Linked DNA regions of Mus musculus: regions 1, 2, 3, 4, 5 and 6 are each linked to region 7. The links are chromatin contacts, called in public promoter capture Hi-C maps. All regions are on one chromosome and are shown on one strand. The core of a region is the stretch at or near the end of the contact, and the rest is flanking DNA. Distances in the headings are between cores, read along the strand shown. Region 1 holds the start of Parp14 (poly (ADP-ribose) polymerase family, member 14). Region 2 holds the start of Parp9 (poly (ADP-ribose) polymerase family, member 9). Region 3 holds the start of Maats1 (MYCBP-associated, testis expressed 1). Region 4 holds the start of Adprh (ADP-ribosylarginine hydrolase). Region 5 holds the start of Pla1a (phospholipase A1 member A). Region 6 holds the start of Slc49a4 (solute carrier family 49 member 4). Region 7 holds the start of Polq (polymerase (DNA directed), theta).

Region 1 (2,700 bases), core at 70-2,569, 1.1 Mb before region 7:
AGCAACAAAAATAATTTTGTGGTTGGGGTCACCTCAACCTGAGGAACTGTGTTAAAGGTCTGCAGCATTAGGAAGGTTGAGAATCACTGATCTAGGAAAAGTGAAAAATGAGATTCTCACTTTACTAGCTAGCTGCCCATTGAGGGCTCCCTTGTGAAATCAAACCTGTGTTTTCCGGAAGGGATCAGAGCTAAGCAGGTCTCTTGTGCCCTCCTACCCAGGCTTCCTGAAACCCTGTGTTACACCTTTCTCTTGTTTTCATTTTTTTTTTTTTTTTTCCTTCTTGGGTCTTTGCTGGGCTGTTACCTTGCCCACTGCCCGGTCTCCTCAGCCTCCTTTCCTCTCCTCTGGCCCAAATGTTCCCTCCATCCTGCACTCTGAGGATGACCCTGGTCTGCAAAATCTCTGATATTAACACATGGTGGCTTTCCAGAAGTCACAGATCTGGGACTTCCATTCACCCACCTGAGCGAGAAATGAAGGCTGGGCCTCCTTTGCAGAAGGCCAATAGAGGTGGGGAACATTCAACTGCTTAACTGTTCAGGAACCTTCCAGAGATGAGGGAACACCCCCAGTCCCTATCCCAACCTGGGTTCCAAGCTTACAGCCACCTCAGATCATCTTGGGGCTGAAGGACGAGGTAGGAACAAGACACCACCACCCATTACCCACCCCTGCCCTGTCCCTCCCTCCTCCACTGAGGCACAAGAGCTCTAGGGCTTTTCACTTCTCAAGCTCATCTCCCTAAGAACCCTGCGGTGCTAGCGGACCCTGGACTCCTCCCGTTTCTTAATTCTTTTCCTGCCCCACCTGAATAATAAAAACAGGACAGTTAAAACAACAAACAAGGGCTGGAGAGATGGCTCAGCCGTGAAAGGCTAGGCTCACAACCAAACAACAAACAAACGAACACGGGAAGGTCCACAGATTGCTTCAGGGAGCGACTGGGAAAGCAAGGGGAACGCCACTCCCGGTTGCGCTCGCCACGCAGATTCTGCCTCCAGGATCTCCCGCACCGAACGAGCTGCAGCCGAGGGCTAGACCTGGCACCCATGGTCCCAAACCCCGCGCGAGGCGACCCTCCCCGACCTTCGCGCCCCTCACCATCCTCCGGGGAGAAGAGCACCCGGAAGCGTGCTGGGTTCCCCGGCTCCGGGACGACCTCGCACTCCCCTCCTCCGGATTTCTTCCGGCTCTGGAAGTACACTTGCAACTTGTTGATCAAGTTCTTTGGGGGGTCGGGGCCCCAAGAGCCCTCGACCAGCAGCGGGAAGGAACCCGACGCTGCCATCCTGACTGAACTAGGAAGCGGCGACTGCTGGGTCGTCCAAAACTGCTCAGAGTTTTAACATTGAGATAACTTCTTTCGCTTTCATTTCCTGGAAATCCCTCCCCGTCCTTAGTTTCTATCTTCACCTCGCTATCCCAGGATTGGAATAGTGCAACAACAACAACAACAACAACAACAACAACAACAACACACACACACACACACACACACACAGAGCTACCACCCACCCACCCCCAGGCACTTTGTTCTCCTGCTCTCAACAGAAGCCAGTCAATCCTCCACCCGAGCTCTAGCCTCCAGGCCACCTCCTTAGCAGCTCCAGAGCTGGGCCCCGCCCGCACTCCACCTGAGCTACAGCTGAGCCCTGCTCCATCACTAGGATAGTTTCTGCATACCTGAAAACCCACGCTGTATAAGAGAAGGAAAACGATCCTCTCAGGATGCTCCCTGCTCACTTGGGGGACCACCCGAGGGCATCTGACCTGACTTTCCTGCTTCAGAATTCTGTTTTCTCATCTGTGCATACTTTGTGTTTACAAACTCCCAGTATTGAGGAACGCGTGCTGGCGTCCATGCTTTCTGGGTGTTCAACGGAGGGACACAGGTATGGGGACACAGGAGACGGTCGACAACTCTAGGGAGAAATACACAGGTGTTGGAGCAGAAGAGCATGGGCTCCCAGCCCAATTATGGAAAGATCAGGTAGCACTTCTGGGCAAGGGACGTGCTACCCGAGAGCCTAAGAACTACTAAGAAATGACCTTAGATGGTGGGTCTCTGGGGCTTTGTGGTTCACTTACACAAAATAACTTAGGCTGCTGCATGGTGGCTGAGTTCGACAGGAGTGAGAGAAAGCCAGGCTGACCTGGGTGCTCAGGAGAGGGCTCTGGTCCCGCTACTGGTCTAGGGCTCTTGGGGCTCCGACACCCGCCTCCCCCATTCCCCCTCCTAGGAAGAACGTGATGGCCTCTAAGCTGCCTTTGGAGACAAGATTGGCCGAAAGATATGAACAGTTCATCCAGGAGTGGTCCAAGCAACAGGAGTGAGGTGCGCCTACTGTGACCGGGATAAGAAGAGACTGGGAATCTGTATATCCTTAACGCGTGATGAGCGAATATTTGGGATACGCATTAAAGCAGGCTTTGCCGGTCCAGGGCTAGAGTATGGTGACCCCCTCGGGGCCCCTGGTAACACTATCTGATGGAGAACAGGGACGATGGGGAGTCTGAAGAGGACCGAGGTCTGAAAAAAAGGAAGGAAGCCGAGGCAGCACTCAGAGCTTCCCCCCTCCCCCCCCCCTTTTTTTTTTTTTTTTCTAGACAGGGTTTCTCTGTATAGCCCTGGCTGTCCTGGAACTCACTTTGTAGACCAGGCTGGCCTCGAACTGCCTCTGCCTCCCAGTGGTGCTG
Region 2 (2,700 bases), core at 10-2,509, 1.1 Mb before region 7:
CTGCTGTGAGGACTCATTAAAGGTCTGCATAGGAGACTCTTAGACAAAACAAGCTGTGAAGAAAACTTAAACCACCAGAGAAGCTGCCTGCAGGAAGTGAACTCTAAGCTCCACTTAGGAGGAAGTTTAGACCAACTGAGCCACCTGGAAAGAACACTCCCTAACCTATTGAGCTGCCTGTAGGTGTGCAGTGAGCTCCAGGTTCCCAGCTTTGTGAGCTGTCACCCATGCTAGGTGGGCTTTGGTGATGCAGTTGCCTTTGAGTCGTTTCCCATATTCCTGTAAGTAAATCCAATAACCAATACCAATGCAATAAGTAATGCATTGGTTCACCAAGTTGGCCCTTGGTGGTATCTGTTGTAGGCTCCTGGTCAAATGCATACAGAGGACCTGAACAGTTATTTCTGGCATTCTGGAATAGCAGGCTGGTGATAGGAGAAGCTAATCAGAACTCTAAAGAAGGGAGCTTAAGTTTTAGCATAGGAATATAATTTGGTTATTAGAAATCACATTTCTAGTCTGGGCATGCTGGTACACACTCACAATCTAGCACTTAAATGGTAGTGGTAGGGGTAGGGGTATTATGAGTTCAAGGCCAACCAATGGCACATGGCAAGATCCTGTCTCAAAGGGGTGGTGGTGGGGAAACCTATGTTTTGTAATGGTTTTGAATCTCTCATTTCAATGACATTGAATAATGGTTATTGTATAGTTAAATGGTGAAACCCCCGGCCCCCCAAAAGAAACAAGATCAAAAAGTTTAGAATGTATATTCATTTGCTGACTCTCAGAAAAGAATGCATGAAAATGCCCCCATTGAGGACATTAGTGTGGCACCACCTGCCTTTAATCCCAGTAGAGGAAGGAGGATCTCTGCGAGTTTGAGGTCAGCCTATGGAGCTAGTTCCAGGACAGACAAGGATACAAGGAATAACCCTGTCTCTAAAATCAACCAAACACACACACACACACACACACACACACACACACACACACACACACACCAAAAACCAAAACCAAAACCAAACCAAACCCCACCAAACTATCTTCAGATAATTTTTCTTTGACTTTCCTCTTTAAAGTCATATATTACTTTTGTAGTCCTTAAAAATAAGTCAACGGAATCTTTATTTACAACATTAAAATGGCTTGGAGTCGAGATCGGTGGTGGAGCACTTGCCTAGCGTGCACAAGGTTCTGGATTTCCTCCTCAATCCCAACCCCCACACTTTGTTTCTTCTCTCAACTGGGTCTGCTGGGAAATTCTCAGATGGAGTCGAACCGCGACCTCATCAGCGGCTGGACTCATACGAGGCTCTCTCCGCCACTGTGGGATGGAGGGAGTCTGTGGACCGCACTCTCCCACAGACAGAGAGCCACACTCGCGTGGGCTCTCGTCGGAAGCATGCAGGGATCGGTTTGGAAACCTGCTGGTTCTACCCTTGCACCCGAGCCTTGCCCTGTTTCCCCTGCCCCGGCTCACCTGCTTTTTTTAGGAACTTCACCTCGTAGGTGTCCGGGGCGCTGGGGCCCACGGGCTGGACAGAGCACTCCCCACCTCCCGAGGCCCGGCTCTGGAAGTATATCTCGAGCTTCCTGTGCGCCTTGGGGATGGACTCCCGCAGCCGTACGAGTAGCGGGGACGGCGGGTCGGGACTGGAAGCCATGGCTATCCGCGTCTGGCTCGTTTGGGGCTCAGGGGCGCTGCACAGACAGGGAAGAGCAAAGGCGAGCCCTGCCCTAAAGACCCGAGAGGCAAAGTTTCAGTTTCGATTCCCCAGAAGGTCCCTCCTTGTTCTCCGCAGAGCCGCCGCCTGTCTTGCTCTGCCATCTCTCAGAGCCATCACCCGGTGAGTAGTTCGCACGCTCGGCGGTGGGCGCTCAGAGGAAGTTTCCCTACGGTGGCAGGTCGCCCTTCTATTCTTGCAGGATCGGAAGTTTGGCGGGAACCCGGATCCCAGGTTCAGGCCTCTCAAGGGTGGAGCGGAATAGAGGGGTAAAGAGTTTCACCTGTTTGTACTTTTTGAAATGATTGTTGTAACTAGTATTTACTGAGATGCGGTTCTGATTTCAAGTGGAGAGAGTTTACCTGCTTGGTGACCTGTACTTTTCCTGTTAGCTGGGCACCTTAGGGATTTTCTGCTCGAGGGCCTTAAGTTAGCGAATAGCACAGATCGGCTTGCTTCCCTGAGTCCCTAGAGAGGGAGGTAACGAGGAACTGAGCACAGAAGCAGTCAGTACCTGTGAACAAAGCAAAAGCCAAAGAGCAGGTTTCAAGAGGTATCTTAAGGGGTTGGGGGAGGGGAGGAAAGTATTCTAGGCTGGGACAGCAGTAGCCTAAAGTCCAGAGGGCTGGGTTCCAGGCCAGGGAGAGGAAGAGGAAGGGTCTGTAAGATCTATAGCGTCAACAGAAATAAAGTGGGGATTATGTGTGTTAATTCTAAAGGTTAACACCATAGTTTAGCTCATAGGTGATGGTTAATCTTGGTTGTCATTTTGACTGCGTCTGGAATCAGCTAAAACCCCAGCTAGCTGGGTAGTGCTTGTGAGCGATTTTCTTGATTGGGTCTTTTGAGACTGGAAGACCCGCCCTAAATCTGGGTCACGCGTCCTGGTAGCAGCCTATATAAAAGGACAAGGAAAAAGGAAGTTTTGCTTTTGGCCTGCTTGCCTCAAGACAGACAAGTGCACCCCAAAGCA
Region 3 (2,700 bases), core at 39-2,538, 1.3 Mb after region 7:
CCAGCAATAGAAAAGCTAACTAAGAGAGCATGCAGTCGGTAATTACACAGCCCAATCCAAGAAAACAGGTTTTCAGAAGAGATTCTGGAGATCCAAAGGAAATACCATAAGGCTGAAAATTATGCAGGGCTCAGGTGACAGCCTGTTTCTACAGAGGGAAAAAATCAGAAAAAGAAAGCATCGTGCTTAAATGGTTGCACTTGTTGTGGTATAAATCCAGTAGTCTAGTTAACACTTTTATACATAATACTGTGTACAGTATTGTAATAGGCTCAAGAGGATGACAGACATGTGTGAACCAGAACTTAAGGTCTGGAGAGGAAGACCACAAATGGAAAATCAGGGCATAACATAAACCGGAATTTAATTGGTCCTAGGGGAATGGGTGCACTGAGTTTATCAACAATGTTTTGATTAACAGAAGGTTGGAGAAAGAGGGGAGGAGGAAGAGGAGGAAACCACTGAAAACAAACATGAAGCCAACTGGAACCTCTTTACCCAGAACCCCAAATTTGGATTTGTCAGAACCTGGGGCAGGAAAATCACTATCACTTTCACTGGACATGTGTGTTTGAATGCATTGCGTGCCTCTCCAGCTCTGCAAATCACTTCACACTTTCTTTCTTTCTTTCTTTCTTTTTTTTTTTTTTTTTTTTTTTTTTTGGTTTTTTTCAAGACAGGGTTTCTCTGTGTAGCCCTGGTTGTCCTGGAACTCACTTTGTAGACCAGGCTGGCCTCGCACTCAGAAATTCACCTGCCTCTGCCTCCCAAGTGCTGGGATTAAAGGCATGCACCACCCGGCTCACTTCACACTTTTATGAATGTGCACCTGAATGATTGAAACCAGACTAGGTTTCAGGAAGATTAAATTATCAGAGGGAAAAGGGGTGACCCCCGTCTGGCACTTGGAGAAGCTGCGCACACCTGTGGCTTCCGAAGTGCTGCAGAGCGCGTGGCCCACAGCGTACTTGGGACTTAGGGCTCCCACCTGTGCGGTCCAGAGCCAGAGGGTTTGTCCTGGAGCTTGTTTTTTAGCACACCCTACCAGGTTACATTAGCTCCCAGGAGGAGTGGGCAGTCCTTACCGTACAGGTAATCGTACGTTCGATTGGCGAATCCGCCCTTGGCCCTCCGCACCTCTCTGCATTGATACGGAATCCTCTGATCATTGGGCCTGGGTTCCTGGATGGTCACTGTCTGGCTCATGGTGCTGCCTTTTTCCCTCCCGCCAGCAGAAAAACAGCTATGGGAGGCTTGGTAGCTGTGTACACCGTAGCTATGGCAACCGCAGAAGCACGCAGGGATAAGGGGCGGGGCGAGTTTCAGGAGGCGGGGAGGCGGGGCGGAGAAGTGAAAGGGCAGGGGGAAAGGCTCTGGGGGCAGTTTGAAGAGGCAGAAAGGAGCGACAGAGTAGATTTTGGGATACAGGGTGAACAAACCTGGCAGAATGAAGAGGCAAGACGTGGGGCGACCTGAGGAGCTGGGTACTGGAAGGGAATAGTCAAGAGAAAGGGAAAATCTAGCATGGAAAGAAGCAGGGCCAGGAAGAAGAGGCTAAGGGATAGGGATTCTGCCCAATAGAGCTGACGTCAGATGCTGGGGAAAGGGCTACTTGAGAAAACCAAGAGCTATTTGCTAGTGACCGCCCTTGCCGCCAGTATCTTCTAGAAATCCATGGGAAATCTCTTCACCTGCTAGAATTGGGTACTTTCATTTCTTCTTTTCCTTTCCCTTTCCTTTTCCTTCTTTTCTTTCTTTCTTTCTTTCTTTCTTTCTTTCTTTCTTTCTTTCTTTCTTTCTTTCTTTCTTTCTCCTTCCTTCCTTTCTTCCTTTCTTTCTTTCTTTCCTTCTTTCTTTTTGGTTTTTCGAGACAGGGTTTCTCTGTGTAGCTCTGGCTATCCTGGAACTCACTTTGTAGACCAGGCTGTCCTCGAACTCAGAAATCCCGCCTGCCTCTGCCTCCCAAATGCTGGGATTAAAGGCGTGCACCACCAAGCCTGGCGGTACTTTCATTTCTGAAAGCCTCTTTCCACAAGGTGGAGAAATCCAAGTTCCTGTGTGTTGGGCCTTGGAGCAGTATAAAAGCGGACATTGGCTTCTGTAATAGGAACTCTATCTCCAGGCTGCTGCTCTTGGTATTATGGTGCATGCGTAGTCTCTGCTTTAAATAGATAAATAAATAAATAAATCCTGCAATGAAAACTAGAGAGGCAGAAATGGGTCAGCTTTTGCCCATGATCCATTCTTCTTTTAAAAAGAAATTTCATAGTATCATTTTACCTTAAAATTAGCCAACGCCTCGAACTAATATTGTTCATTTATTTATTCATTCATTATTTTTGTGGCATTGGGAATTGAATTTAGGGTCTCACATATGCTATAAGCACTCTACTACTGAGATACACACTAGTCCAAAATAATCTCGCTATTATCACTAACAAAGTTAATTCTAATCTTTTTTTTTAAGATTTATTTATTATTATATGTAAGTACACTGTAGCTGTCTTCAGACACCCCAGAAGAAGGCATCAGATCTCATTAGGGATGGTTGTGAGACACCATGTGGTTGCTGGGATTTGTACTCAGGACCTTCGGAAGAGCAATCAGTGCTCTTAACCGCTGAGCCATCTCTCCAGCCCAATTCTAATCATGTTGAGAGAACTCTACACAGGGGCTGATTCCCTTTGTCTTATAAGGGAG
Region 4 (2,716 bases), core at 198-2,697, 1.4 Mb after region 7:
TTGGCTTCACTGGTATCTGTGTGAGGGTGTTGGGCCCCCTGGAACTGGCTCTGTGAGCTGCCATGTGGGTGCTGGGAATTGAACCTGAGCCCCTCTGGAAGAACAGCCAGTGCTCTCAAACTGCTGAGCCATGTCTCCAGCCCCTTGTCTGTCTTCTATATGGTAAAAGTTCTATAGTGCCGGGCTGCAAATGCTATTCCCACCACAAATGAAATCCTTGCTAAAGCCCTGGCTTCCCGGTGTACACATTTTCTACTCTACTCAGGCCAGGGCTCCATGACACCCATTCCGTGTGGTGATTCAGTGTTCCACTGTCTGCCCCCTCCACGCACCCAGCCTCCCCATGAACAGGGGCAAACACTCTTAGGGGCAAAAAGACCTAGCTCACCCCTGCCCTCAGCCCAAGCTCTTCCCATCCACCTGTCTTTCTTCCTCTAACCGCCATTTTAGGTTTAGTTCAAGCCCAGGTACCTCCACCATCCATCTAGTCACACTGCTCAGGTCTAGGGCACAGGCCAGCAGAGACCTGGAGAAGCAGTTAAGGGTAAAGATCTGGCTTTTCCATGCTTGATCCTGATTACATGTGTGTGTGTGTGTGTGTGTGTGTGTGTGTGTGTGTTGTGTGTGTGTGGTGTTGTGTGTGTGTGTTTTATGTATAAATAACGGCTAGGAACTAGAGTTCTGTAGTCTCTTGTGTTAGCTCTGTGACCACTAACAATCCTCTCACGCTGGAGTTTCCCATCTGTTTCCCATCTGTGGGGGAGGAAGGCCTCGTTCTCCGAGGTCCTGTTTTGGCCCAGGTTTTCGAAGCCCTAGCTTTGTTAACCTCTGAGAACTAAGGACTAACGCCCCCACCTTCTCCTCCCAATGCTCCAGGTTCCCTTTTTGAGCTCTCCATGGAAGAGTGTGGGAACCTACGGAGGAAGTAGCCAGTATCTTTTCTCTTTGAAATTCCTTTTCACCTTGGCACATGCATCCATCCTGGCCCAGACCCACCCTTCAGAAGTCATTATTCCTTAACCCACTCTAAACGGGCACAGGTGACAAAGCCATCAAACTATACAATCAAAGCCGAAGTACACTTCGGGATTTCCCATTGGTTTCCTGGCCTGGGTAGAAAGAGGAATAGGGAGAGGGGATGAGGGGAGGGGAGGCCGCGATGCACTCAGGAAAGTCTTGGTGGCCACTTTGAGGACACTGGCCTAGCACCAGTCTGGAGGTGAGAGCGGGACCGAGCGGGTACTAAGGTCAGTAAGAGGAGAGTGGCTCGGGGACTCCTGGCTGTACCTGCTGAGGCGGAGCTGAGAGCGTGGGGCGGGATCGGGGTGGTCCAGAGCCGAGGGCAGGATTGCCCGAGCTGGAGGCGGGGTACCGGGCGCAGGAGTCCTGCTGTGGGCACCCAAGCCAAAAGCCGAACAGGGGCGGAGCCGCGGGCCGGGCGGGTCGCTGGCGCACAGCGGCTTCCGGCGGAGCTGCGTCCTCCCGCGTCCTCCGCACTGGACGGAAGGAGGAAGGGGCGGTGCTGGGGGCGCCCAAGCCTTGCGCATCAGCTCGGGAACCGCTCCGCGCTGCGTGTGGGCCGAGTGGAGTGGTGTCCGGCCAGCCTCGTGCTCGCCCTGCCAGGGTTCTGCCCTGCCAGGGTTCTGCCCCGCGGACCGTTGGACTCCCAGAGCCTGGTACCCACCGCCCAGAGCGGCTTGGGCTCACCGATTCTAACCCTAGTCCGTTCAGCCGTGGTTCTGCGTGCTCTCCACAGAAGGGTTTCAAACGGGAGCTTAGAGGGGAACTCTTAAGGTTCTTTCCCCTAAATTATGACTCTGGATTTGTTAAAACCCTAAGGTGGCAATGGCGGCGTTGAGCCCAGATGTCAGGTTCCGAGAATAAACGTGTGCCAGTGAACACTCCCCCGTACCCTCGACCCAGCTCGGTACAGCCTCGTCTCCGGAAAGGCACAAATCGGGCCTTGTGCTTAAATGGAGTATCTGCTTCTATACAGTGACCCTGACGCACATCAAAGATCCTGCTTTGACTCCTTAGACTTAAGATCAGAACATGTCTGCTCAAAAATTTCAGACCTACTCCCAAGAACTCACATCCCCTCTTCTATGTCTTCAAAACAGAAAAAAAGGAAAGACTTATCTGGGAAGGAAACTTGAACTGAACATTTAACATCTATTAATTTTGGCGTTGGTGACTCTATTCTTGTGTAAATAAATCTATTAATCACAATAATAAAGGAGGTGTTCACGTGGAGTTTAGGGACTTTTATTAAGCAAAAATAAATTGATAAGTCATAGGAAAGTTAATATATTTAATAAATGTGTGTGTGTTGCTTGGAAGGGTAAGCATCAAATTGCAAATAATTAGAAGAGGAACAAGAAGCTTTCCGAGTAAAGAGAGGAATGAAGGAAAATTAAATTTTGATTTATTTTTTGAGACTAGGCTGGTCTCAAACTCGTGATCCTCCTGCCTCTACCTTTAGAATGCTAGAATTTCAGTCTTACAACACCACACCTAGTTTATATCTTTTAGAATATTTTTTCTATATTATATCTAAAGATATTTTAGAGAAAAATAGAAACTAGATGTTACCCCTGATACATATATCAGTCTTTATGGTATGCATATGATTTTAAAACAATGGGGTCATTTTTTAAATAGAATTTTATATCCTTTCTTAAAAACTGGCTTTATCAACTACTAATGTGACTCCAAA
Region 5 (2,781 bases), core at 113-2,612, 1.4 Mb after region 7:
TTCATTGCTGCTCACTGGGCAGGGGTGCAGTACCATTCACTAAGCCTGTCCTACATGGACTAAATGTACGCAAGAGACTGGAGCCCCAGACCCACCCCTTATAGGAACAAACAACCAAGGGAGACAAAAACCCCACAGGAAGCCGAGGAAAAGCTGCCTAGGGTGTAAGGAGAGAATAGATCTGTGTGATCCGGACTTTGGAACACATTTGGAAATGCTGAGCAGGGCAGTGAATTGCTTTGAGGAAAGACCCCTCCCAAGAGGCAAAGGCTAGAAATAGCGCTGTCTGAGCAAGTCCCGGTGGGCGTTCAGAAGCTGAGAGATGGGAACCCTCTTAGGGGAGGACAGAAAAGCAGTCTGTGGTTGGGAGGTGGAGACACGAGACCCTTCTGATTGTTCTGCCTGTGTGCAGGCCTGTGAGGTGTGTGTGTGCATACATATGTGAGTGCATGTGTGCGAGTGTGTGTGTGTGTATGACAAAAATGTTCTTGAACTTTCCCAAAAGTTAGTTTGGCAAACTTAAAAGTAACTACAGCCGGGTGTGGTGGCGCACGCCTTTAATCCCAGCACTTGGGAGGCAGAGGCAGGTGGATTTCTGAGTTTGAGGCCAGCCTGGTCTACAGAGTGAGTTCCAGGACAGCCAGGGCTATACAGAGAAACCCTGTCTTGAAAAAAAAAATTTAAAAAGTAACTACATAGAAAACAGTAGCCGTTAGTAGGATGAAAATTAATATTGAGAGTTAGTCAAAGGTAATTTTTGTTACAGTCACTTTGGCTTGAACAAGGTGAAAAGGGTTATAATTCGGATTTTAGAAAAATGAGTCAGGAGATGGGGGAAGTTCAGTTTTGGTGTCCCAAGAAGGCACTGGTCTCACCACTAATTCCCGTTATGATAAGAGGGTTTTCCCCTTTCTTTTAAAATCGCCGCCAGAGATAAAGAACTTTTAGGGGACCTTCCAAAGTCAGTGCTGTGTAAGAGGACAGTTTAAGAAATAAGGTTCCACCCAAGCCCTTGGCTTACCTGAACTTCCAATGCTGAGCCATAAAAGTGGTCCCCACAACCAGAAGCATGTCTCCCAGAGGCCAGGACGCATCGTGGAGCTGGAGTCCTGGAGCCAGAATGAAGGAGAGTCCCCAAGCCTGGGATGTCACATGGCCCAGCCTTCAAGCAAACATGTAACACCCACTTGGGACTTAGGAATCATTAACTGGCTCTGTGGCTTGTAAAATAAATAAATAAATAAATAAACCTTCCTATTTGTTTAACCTCTGGAGTTTTCAGTTTCCTCTTCTCAATGAAAATGAGCCAACCTTCCCACTTTTTTTTTTTTAAGCAGGGGACATTGAAACATACCGTTCTTCCTCTCTGCACCAAAGAAGATCAGGAAGTGACTTTTTCCCATTATGAAATCTCAGTGATGGCCCAAGGCAGCCTTTCATCTCCCAGTGGTTACAAAACTCTCACCGTAATGGAATTTCTGTGGACATATTTGTCCCTGGGATACTGAGCAGCTGGAGGCTGGAAAGCTCTTTCACTTTTGGATCCCTAGGGAACCTCACCCGGTGTGCAGCCAATGACACACGTATGGGTACGTTTATGGGACAGAGTAAAGGGAGATCCAATTTGCTTCTGCAAAGTACTGCTGCCTTCCACAGCCTCTCGAGGTTAGGAAGTCAAGTCCAACCCAAGAGAAGAGACATCTTGATGCCTGAGCTCACAGGTAAAGAACCAAGAGCAGGAGATGTGAGTGACGTGGGAACACTATTGATGGATGTGGTCTAGCCTGGGTTTGGAGCCAGGGAGTCTGTCCTCTCGTGCTGCCACCTCACTCCAGGGGTAGTGGAGACCACAGAATCTGATATTTTTGCAGGCTAGAGCAGGGCAGGGCCCTTCCTGGGTCAGTGTTCCTGCAACAGGAGCACACCATTACAAGGCGGAGAGCCGGAAGCAGGCAAGCATCATCTTTCGGAAGAGTAGCTTTGTGAAGGAGTGCTGTTGGCACACATGCTTTCCAGCCCTGTCCGGGAACATCCAGAGCGTACAAAGGTGATACCGGGTAGGGGGTTAGAGCTGGACAGGTTATACCAGAACAGAGCCACTGCCCTGGGTGTATCCATGGGCAGCCTAGCAATTGTGAGTACCTGGTTCAGTGACAGACTCTGTCTTGAAAGATAGTAGAAGTCAGCAGACATGGATCTCTGCCACACACATACACACACACACACACACACACACACGAAGTAAAATTTGAAATGTATGAAAATTTATGGTGAAGAATGAATCTCCTACCCACTGTTGTCTCTTCCTTCCAGTTCCAGAGTCCATAGAAAGCCACCATTTTCATTTGTTGTTTTTTTTTTATTTATTTTTATTGTAGATTCTTATGCAATAATTCCTGACCATTTTTTCCTCCCTCCACTCCCCCCAGCTCTTCCCCACATGCTCGTTCCCTGAGATCTACTCCCCATCTCTTTCCTCTTCAGAAGGCCTCTAAGAGATGACAGCCAAATGGAGCAAAGCAAGATGACAATAAGACAAAGCAAAAAGCCCTCATATCGAGGCTAGACAAAGCAACCCAAAATAAGGGAAAGAGTCTCAAGGACAGGCAAATGAGTCACAGATCCAGTGTTAGGAGTCCCACAAAAGCACCAAGCTGACGGCCATGACGTATGTATATGCAGAGGGCCTGGTGCAGATGCATGCAGGCCCCAAGCTTGGTGTTTCGCTCTTTTAAGTCCTGTTTAGTTGACTGAGTGAGTGCCAAGCCCAGCATGGCCTTG
Region 6 (2,757 bases), core at 23-2,522, 1.2 Mb before region 7:
AATCTATTGTATCAAAACTCGTAAAAGACTGAACAGAAACAAAGCAGTTTCCGACCAGTATCCGACCTCATAACCTAAGAAGTCTAAATCGTGCACAGCAGCCTCCTGGGGGTTTTATTTATCCTCTGGAGGGATAATTCAACATCTTGACTCTTTCCACTCTGGCCTTTTCCTCATCTCACAGAATCACACTGGCAATTGGCAAAGTGAGAAGCCTGGAGTCCCTAACTGAAAGAGAGCCTTCCTGCATCTGCGATCTTTATCTGAGAGTAATAAATCGCAACTGAGAAGTCACCCAGGCGGAAGCTCTCGGTTTACCTGGGGTTCTACCTTCCAGAAACCCAAGCGTCAGACCCGAGTTTCCCAACAGTCATCCAGGGCTGGAGTCACCACGCCAGCTCATTACCCTCTTACATCTGGTCATCACCAGTCTCTTCTGATCTTTCGCTCTCAGCACCCCAAATCTCTTTGAAATTTAAGCATGAGTCACTTTTGTCAGGTGTCAAAGACATTCATAGCAAGTGCACTGGATGGCTCTGATGTCCACAGTATACAAAGCCTTCTACATCTGATGATTGTGGCATAAAGGGCGTAACACAAAACATCAATACTTGGAAAGCATCCTCCGTATTTGTCGCTTTGGGGACAGAGGGTTCCCGAGTAAGGAATGGGATGCCAGCTACACTGGGTCACCTCACACAACCCCTAGACCAAGCCCAGGGAGACACAGGCAGGCCCGGATCCTGGCAGGCGCCAACTCCCAGAGAAGGGACACGCCCGCAGGCGTCCCGGACCCCTTACCTCTCTTGTCCAGCAGCCACATGAACGCGAAGCAGGGCAGGAAGCCTATGGGCCCCCAGAGGACCAGGAGCGCGATGTCCCATCCGGAGAAGCCATAGGCCTGGCGCGCCGAGTTCTGGATGGGGCCCCAGGTGTTCCAGACCAGGCCCTGGGCGAACGCGAGGAGCGAGAAGAGCAGCAGCACCAGCCAGCGGCGCCCGTACACCCTCCCGGGGTTCGGGCCCGCCGCAGGCAGCACGGCCGTCGCCTCCCGGCCCCTGCGCGCAGCCCCCGGCGCAGGCCCGAGCCCCGGCCCCAGCAGCGGCTGCCGCTCCTCCTCCTCGCTGCTCCAACCCGAGCCCATGGCGACGCCGCCCGCCGGCCCTGCCCGACGCGTCCCGGTGGCCGCAGACCAGCCGGGAGCTGACTGGGCGGGTGGAGCGGGAGCCGGAGCCGGAGCTGCTCTAGTCCTCGGCCTCCCGGGCGCGTCTGCTGCGCCTGCGCCGCCCGAGCCCGAGGGGAGGAGGCGAGGCGGGGTCCACCCTGCTCGCTGGGAACCCAGGAATGCCCCGGGGAGAAGCCCGGGACCCTACGAGTGGAAAGGGTAGAAGATCGCGGCCGGCTGGGAGACTGGAGCGAAGTAGGCTGAGTCAGTCACTCGCGGGTTGCTTGGAGGAAGTGCCCAAGTTTACATCACGTGCCTAATAAACAACTCGCTGACCTCGGGTCACTTATCCCAATGCTTGGGTCTATATTAGGCTTACTTTTGTTTTTATTGGGTTTCTAACTGCAGAAATTATAGACGGCAGGATACTGAAGTTTAGGAAGGTCTCAGGGTATTGTTTCATGAAGACCATTTGGTTTTGTATGTGTCTTACGCATCCAGTGAGATTATAAACTAGCCAATTTTCCTTCATACATATAAAGAGTTTTTTCTACCCATTTTGTTTGTCATGCAAACGGGTAAATAATATGGATTGTGTTAAAGTTGGAAGACAGTGACCTAGATCTCTCTCTTGGTATGTTAGCCAGACTAAATAAACGGCAAAAGCTGGAGATTGTGCATCTCTTGACCACATAGACATAGACATTCATTTGTTCAAATGCACAAATCCAGAACTCTGACAGCTGCCTGTGTCCTTGAAAACTAGTCATTTGCTGACATATCTGGCTCAGCAAATGAGTCACAGGGAACGCCTTCAAGGGGTTCGTATTCCCAGGCAGTCACGAAAACCAGCTGGAATGGCACTGATGCCAAGGGAACCAACAAGGTGGAAGAGTAGGCACGCCAGCCCCGGGGTCTCCTAAATCGCGAGTCCGACTGAGAGAAAGCCAAGGCGAAGATGGAGGATCCGACTAGAGAAGGAAGAGAAACAGCAGACGCTAAGGGTGGAAGAAAGGAGCCACAGCCCAGCCCACGTGCTCGCCGCCTTTCAGCTTCCAAAGAGCAAAACAAACCGGCGTGGCCACGCCCAGCGCCGTCACGTGACCGCGGCGGCGCCGGTTCCGGCAGAGGCGGAGGATCCTTCCTGTGTGGAAGCCGCAGATCCCGGTGAGCCCTCTCACCTGGCGCTCTCTCCATCCTCGGCGCGATAACCATGGCAGCAGGCTGCGAGGGCATCGCGCCCCCGACCCTGGGCGAGAGAACTGTGGGGGAGGAAGGTAGGTGCGAGCCAGGGACGCCGAAGTGCCTCCGAGCGGTGCGGATGGGCGCGGCTCCATCCCAAGTCTCGCCCGCGGCGTGTTAGGCCTGGGAGAAAGTGACTTTTTAGAGCATGTGGCTTCTTAACGTCGTGCGGATCAGTTTTCTGATCTATCGGGACAAGTACCACTGTGGAGTAAGAAGTTCCTCTGAGGACTCCAGGATCGCTGGCCTCTGAGGGAATTTTGTGGCAATTCTCTTGTCTCTGTTGGGATTCCAGGTGTATGCGACCATAACTTTTTATGGAGGTCTCTGGGGAGTTCGCCAGACTTGTG
Region 7 (2,700 bases), core at 4-2,503:
CTTTCATGGAGTAATGCCTCCCTCTGGTGGGATTTTAGAATATTGTTTAACCACTTCCTAAATTCACTCCCCACATCCTTCCCCCAAACCAATGGCCATAATTTCTTCAGGATAGGCTTGTCACCCACTTGTTGGCTTGGTGAGATGAACTGTGGAACTAGGCAAGTACCAGGCACCGATTTACGTCCAGAAGTTGGTCAAAGCACATCTATAACTAACTTCCTTGTTCAGAATGACCCCTCATGTGCTTTCAGAGCCTCCTCTTTCAACACCAAAGGGATCTATCCAGAATCTCCAGTTCTGATCATACAATCCTCAGGATATAACCGCAGAAATAATCCCTTCCCTATCAACTGCCAACACAGAAGTGCAGTTCTCAACTCAGAGGGAATAAGAAAATTTATTCTGGAACAAATATGAGTTACTATGGCCCCAGGGACAAATTTAAATTGTTCTATATACTGTTTTGTGGTAGCAGTTTTACAGAGTTTTTATATTTCCGAGCAAAGAGAGCTATAACTGAAGACGTTTAAAGATACATTGATGTTAATGGAAACTTCAGGTAGGTTAGATCCAGCAAATCAAGAGAAACTTCTGCTGTAAGGCTCAGATGCATATAACATGCTTAGCTTTTGGGTTGGTGGAAGCTACATTCCCAAATTCGTACATTCCCAAACGACTTACTTAATAGTCACAAGAACATGACAGAGTTGTGTGACCAAACAAGTGGCTATTTAAGGGGCCGAGATAACCCAAAATAATTGACACTGAACCAGTCTACAGCCTGGAATGTTTAACCCGGGCGTGTCCTCTACTCCACCCCCATCTGTTATTTTAATTCACGTATTTGACAAGAGGAAAACCGCACAAATTACGCTCTACCAAAAAACCCTACTTTTTTTTTTTTTTTTACACAATCTGAAGAAACAAAAAAGAAACAAACACAATACAATAGTAAAGAAGAGATACTTTCCTAATCTATTCACATAAGGGCAACTCATTAGCTTCCGATTCAAACCAGAAATAAGTAAAAACAGGAGGAATGTTTTTAGAACAATCTACGAATGCAGTCAGATGCTCCGTTCCTTTTAATGTCTCCAGCACTCTATCCCCTTTTCTATCCCCAGCCGCCAGCGGAGGCCGGAAGCCAGATATCAGCGCGGGCTGTTCCGTCCCTCACCACTCTATGGTAGTCGGGTTATTCTAGCCAGGAGAACTCTGTGGTTCCGGGGCGTGCTGGGAGGCCTGCATTTGAAGATGGAGGCGGGAAGATGGAGGCGGTAGCTGTCACTAGGTTGGGGTTCTCCCGCGCGGGAGGCCTATGGGACTGTGTCGTGTCCTGAACAGTCGAGAGGAGCTTGTTTGCAATGAGTCTTCCGCGCCGGAGTAGGAAACGGCGGCGTTCATCGTCCGGCTCCGACACGTTCTCGGGAGATGGTGATAGCTTTGTTAGCCCTCAGCTCCGGTGTGGACCGGTGCTGAGTCCACCTCCGGGGCTGGGACGCGGCCGGAGGCTCACAGGGACAGGTACTCGACCCGCGGGGCCGACGCGGCCGAGGGCAGCAGGGGTTGAGATGGGCTGCGAGAGTATCAGGGCCATGCACTCCCGCACCGGAGCTGGATAGCTGGAGGCAGGGCTGCTATCCAGTACCCGGCCTGGGACTCAACCCTGGGGATGGCTTCCCTCTTGGCCAGCATGCACAGCTGATGGTGTTTTAGTCCACCACTGCCCCAGTAGATATGGGCGTTCTTTGGTTTTTGGGTCTTTACACCTTCCCAGAAACAACTTCCAAGTTGGCCAGATCCTGTCACCATGTCGAGGGTTTGCTTAGGATAAATGTCCAGTGGTACAACTTCATATATATAAGTACCAAATTTCTGGGTGTGGTGTAGGATGCAGGCTCTTTGGACTGCAAAGAGCAAAGCTGGAAGGCACATGTTGTCTTAGAACCTTAACCCAGTTCTTGTTTGCTTTTTTGAGATAAGGGCTTGCTCTAGGTCAGGCTGGGTGCTGTCTCGATCTCGGACCAAGGGTGTTTATCCGTAAATGTTGGGATTATAGGCCTACACCAGTGCATTTCATAATTCTTTGCCCTTGGTTATGCAGATACCTCAGTACTAAATCGTAAAGAGAAACTCATCTAACAGCTTTGTAATGCTTAATCACCCTTCTACCTCCACATCTGTACAAACTTTTTATTCAGTGTGTATAGCACACTTTTTGGTTTTTTCGAGACAGGGTTTCTCAGTATAGCCTGGCTGTCCTGGAACTCAACTTTGTAGACCAGGCTGGCCTTGAACTCAGAAATCCATCTGCCTCTGCCTCCCAAGTGCTAGGATTAAAGGCTTGTGCCACCACCGCCCAGCTATAGCACACTTTTGTTTGTGGCTCTTAAGAGTTTTCAAATTTTCATCTAGTAAATAAAAAATTGCTAGCATTTTTCTGTATAGGATCAGTTTCTTAATAGGTCTCTAGAAGTGAAGATGTGTTTTAAGTTTGGTAGGAATTCAAACAGGTTTAACTACTAAACTTGTATGTTGGAGGTAATTAAATTGTTTTTGTTTTTCTGAAAGGAACAAACAAGCGAAGAGTTTCTGATGACCAGATAGACCAGCTGCTGTTGGCAAATTGGGGACTTCCTAAAGCAGTTCTGGAGAAATACCATAGTTTTGGTGTAAGAAAGATGTTCGAATGGCAGG

What was found. Promoter capture Hi-C pulls out the DNA fragments that hold promoters and counts their contacts.
Region 1: a promoter capture Hi-C map of pre-B cells shows a contact between it and region 7, with 13 times the contacts expected there. The contact joins the promoter of Parp14 here to the promoter of Polq in region 7. A contact is called at or near these places in 5 of 39 promoter capture datasets (the 3T3-L1 cell line, hippocampal neurons, liver and 1 more), 1 of 484 Hi-C or Micro-C datasets (regulatory T cells), 2 of 115 datasets of contacts at active chromatin or transcription factors (large pre-B cells and pro-B cells) and 2 of 9 other capture datasets (adipose tissue and macrophages).
Region 2: a promoter capture Hi-C map of pre-B cells shows a contact between it and region 7, with 14 times the contacts expected there. The contact joins the promoter of Parp9 here to the promoter of Polq in region 7. A contact is called at or near these places in 5 of 39 promoter capture datasets (the C10 cell line, embryonic stem cells, hippocampal neurons and 2 more), 2 of 484 Hi-C or Micro-C datasets (B cells and regulatory T cells), 3 of 115 datasets of contacts at active chromatin or transcription factors (astrocytes, large pre-B cells and pro-B cells) and 3 of 9 other capture datasets (adipose tissue, liver and macrophages).
Region 3: a contact with region 7 is called in a promoter capture Hi-C map of liver, with 4 times the contacts expected there. The contact joins the promoter of Maats1 here to the promoter of Polq in region 7. A contact is called at or near these places in 5 of 39 promoter capture datasets (the 3T3-L1 cell line, hippocampal neurons, liver and 1 more) and 1 of 115 datasets of contacts at active chromatin or transcription factors (astrocytes).
Region 4: a promoter capture Hi-C map of pre-B cells shows a contact between it and region 7, with 4 times the contacts expected there. The contact joins the promoter of Adprh here to the promoter of Polq in region 7. A contact is called at or near these places in 4 of 39 promoter capture datasets (hippocampal neurons, liver and pre-B cells) and 2 of 115 datasets of contacts at active chromatin or transcription factors (astrocytes and bone marrow-derived dendritic cells).
Region 5: a promoter capture Hi-C map of liver shows a contact between it and region 7, with 3 times the contacts expected there. The contact joins the promoter of Pla1a here to the promoter of Polq in region 7. A contact is called at or near these places in 2 of 39 promoter capture datasets (hippocampal neurons and liver).
Region 6: a promoter capture Hi-C map of pre-B cells shows a contact between it and region 7, with 9 times the contacts expected there. The contact joins the promoter of Slc49a4 here to the promoter of Polq in region 7. A contact is called at or near these places in 5 of 39 promoter capture datasets (the 3T3-L1 cell line, 3T3-L1-derived adipocytes, hippocampal neurons and 2 more), 2 of 115 datasets of contacts at active chromatin or transcription factors (acute myeloid leukemia and pro-B cells) and 1 of 9 other capture datasets (liver).

What each region holds. Positions count from the first base shown.
Region 1 is chr16:35,870,063-35,872,762 of GRCm38.p6, forward strand. Parp14 (poly (ADP-ribose) polymerase family, member 14) reads right to left here and starts at 1,320. Exons shown (of 17, transcript NM_001039530.3): 1 at 1,105-1,320. The coding sequence starts at 1,291.
Region 2 is chr16:35,937,211-35,939,910 of GRCm38.p6, forward strand. Parp9 (poly (ADP-ribose) polymerase family, member 9) reads left to right here and starts at 1,260. Exons shown (of 11, transcript NM_030253.3): 1 at 1,260-1,850. It overlaps Dtx3l (deltex 3-like, E3 ubiquitin ligase), which reads right to left and starts at 1,817. Exons shown (of 5, transcript NM_001013371.2): 1 at 1,484-1,817. The coding sequence starts at 1,667.
Region 3 is chr16:38,340,572-38,343,271 of GRCm38.p6, forward strand. It overlaps Maats1 (MYCBP-associated, testis expressed 1), which reads right to left and starts at 1,289. Exons shown (of 17, transcript NM_001081025.1): 1 at 1,086-1,289. The coding sequence starts at 1,206.
Region 4 is chr16:38,451,242-38,453,957 of GRCm38.p6, forward strand. It overlaps Adprh (ADP-ribosylarginine hydrolase), which reads right to left and starts at 1,448. Exons shown (of 4, transcript NM_007414.3): 1 at 1,288-1,448.
Region 5 is chr16:38,431,783-38,434,563 of GRCm38.p6, forward strand. It overlaps Pla1a (phospholipase A1 member A), which reads right to left and starts at 1,363. Exons shown (of 11, transcript NM_134102.4): 1 at 1,022-1,363. The coding sequence starts at 1,094. Gm36333 (a long non-coding RNA gene) reads left to right here and starts at 1,434. Exons shown (of 2, transcript XR_384843.4): 1 at 1,434-1,721.
Region 6 is chr16:35,768,098-35,770,854 of GRCm38.p6, forward strand. Slc49a4 (solute carrier family 49 member 4) reads right to left here and starts at 1,273. Exons shown (of 9, transcript NM_153550.4): 1 at 802-1,273. The coding sequence starts at 1,144. It overlaps Hspbap1 (Hspb associated protein 1), which reads left to right and starts at 2,289. Exons shown (of 8, transcript NM_175111.3): 1 at 2,289-2,442. The coding sequence starts at 2,379.
Region 7 is chr16:37,010,533-37,013,232 of GRCm38.p6, forward strand. Polq (polymerase (DNA directed), theta) reads left to right here and starts at 1,254. Exons shown (of 30, transcript NM_029977.2): 1 at 1,254-1,527; 2 at 2,575-2,700. The coding sequence starts at 1,368.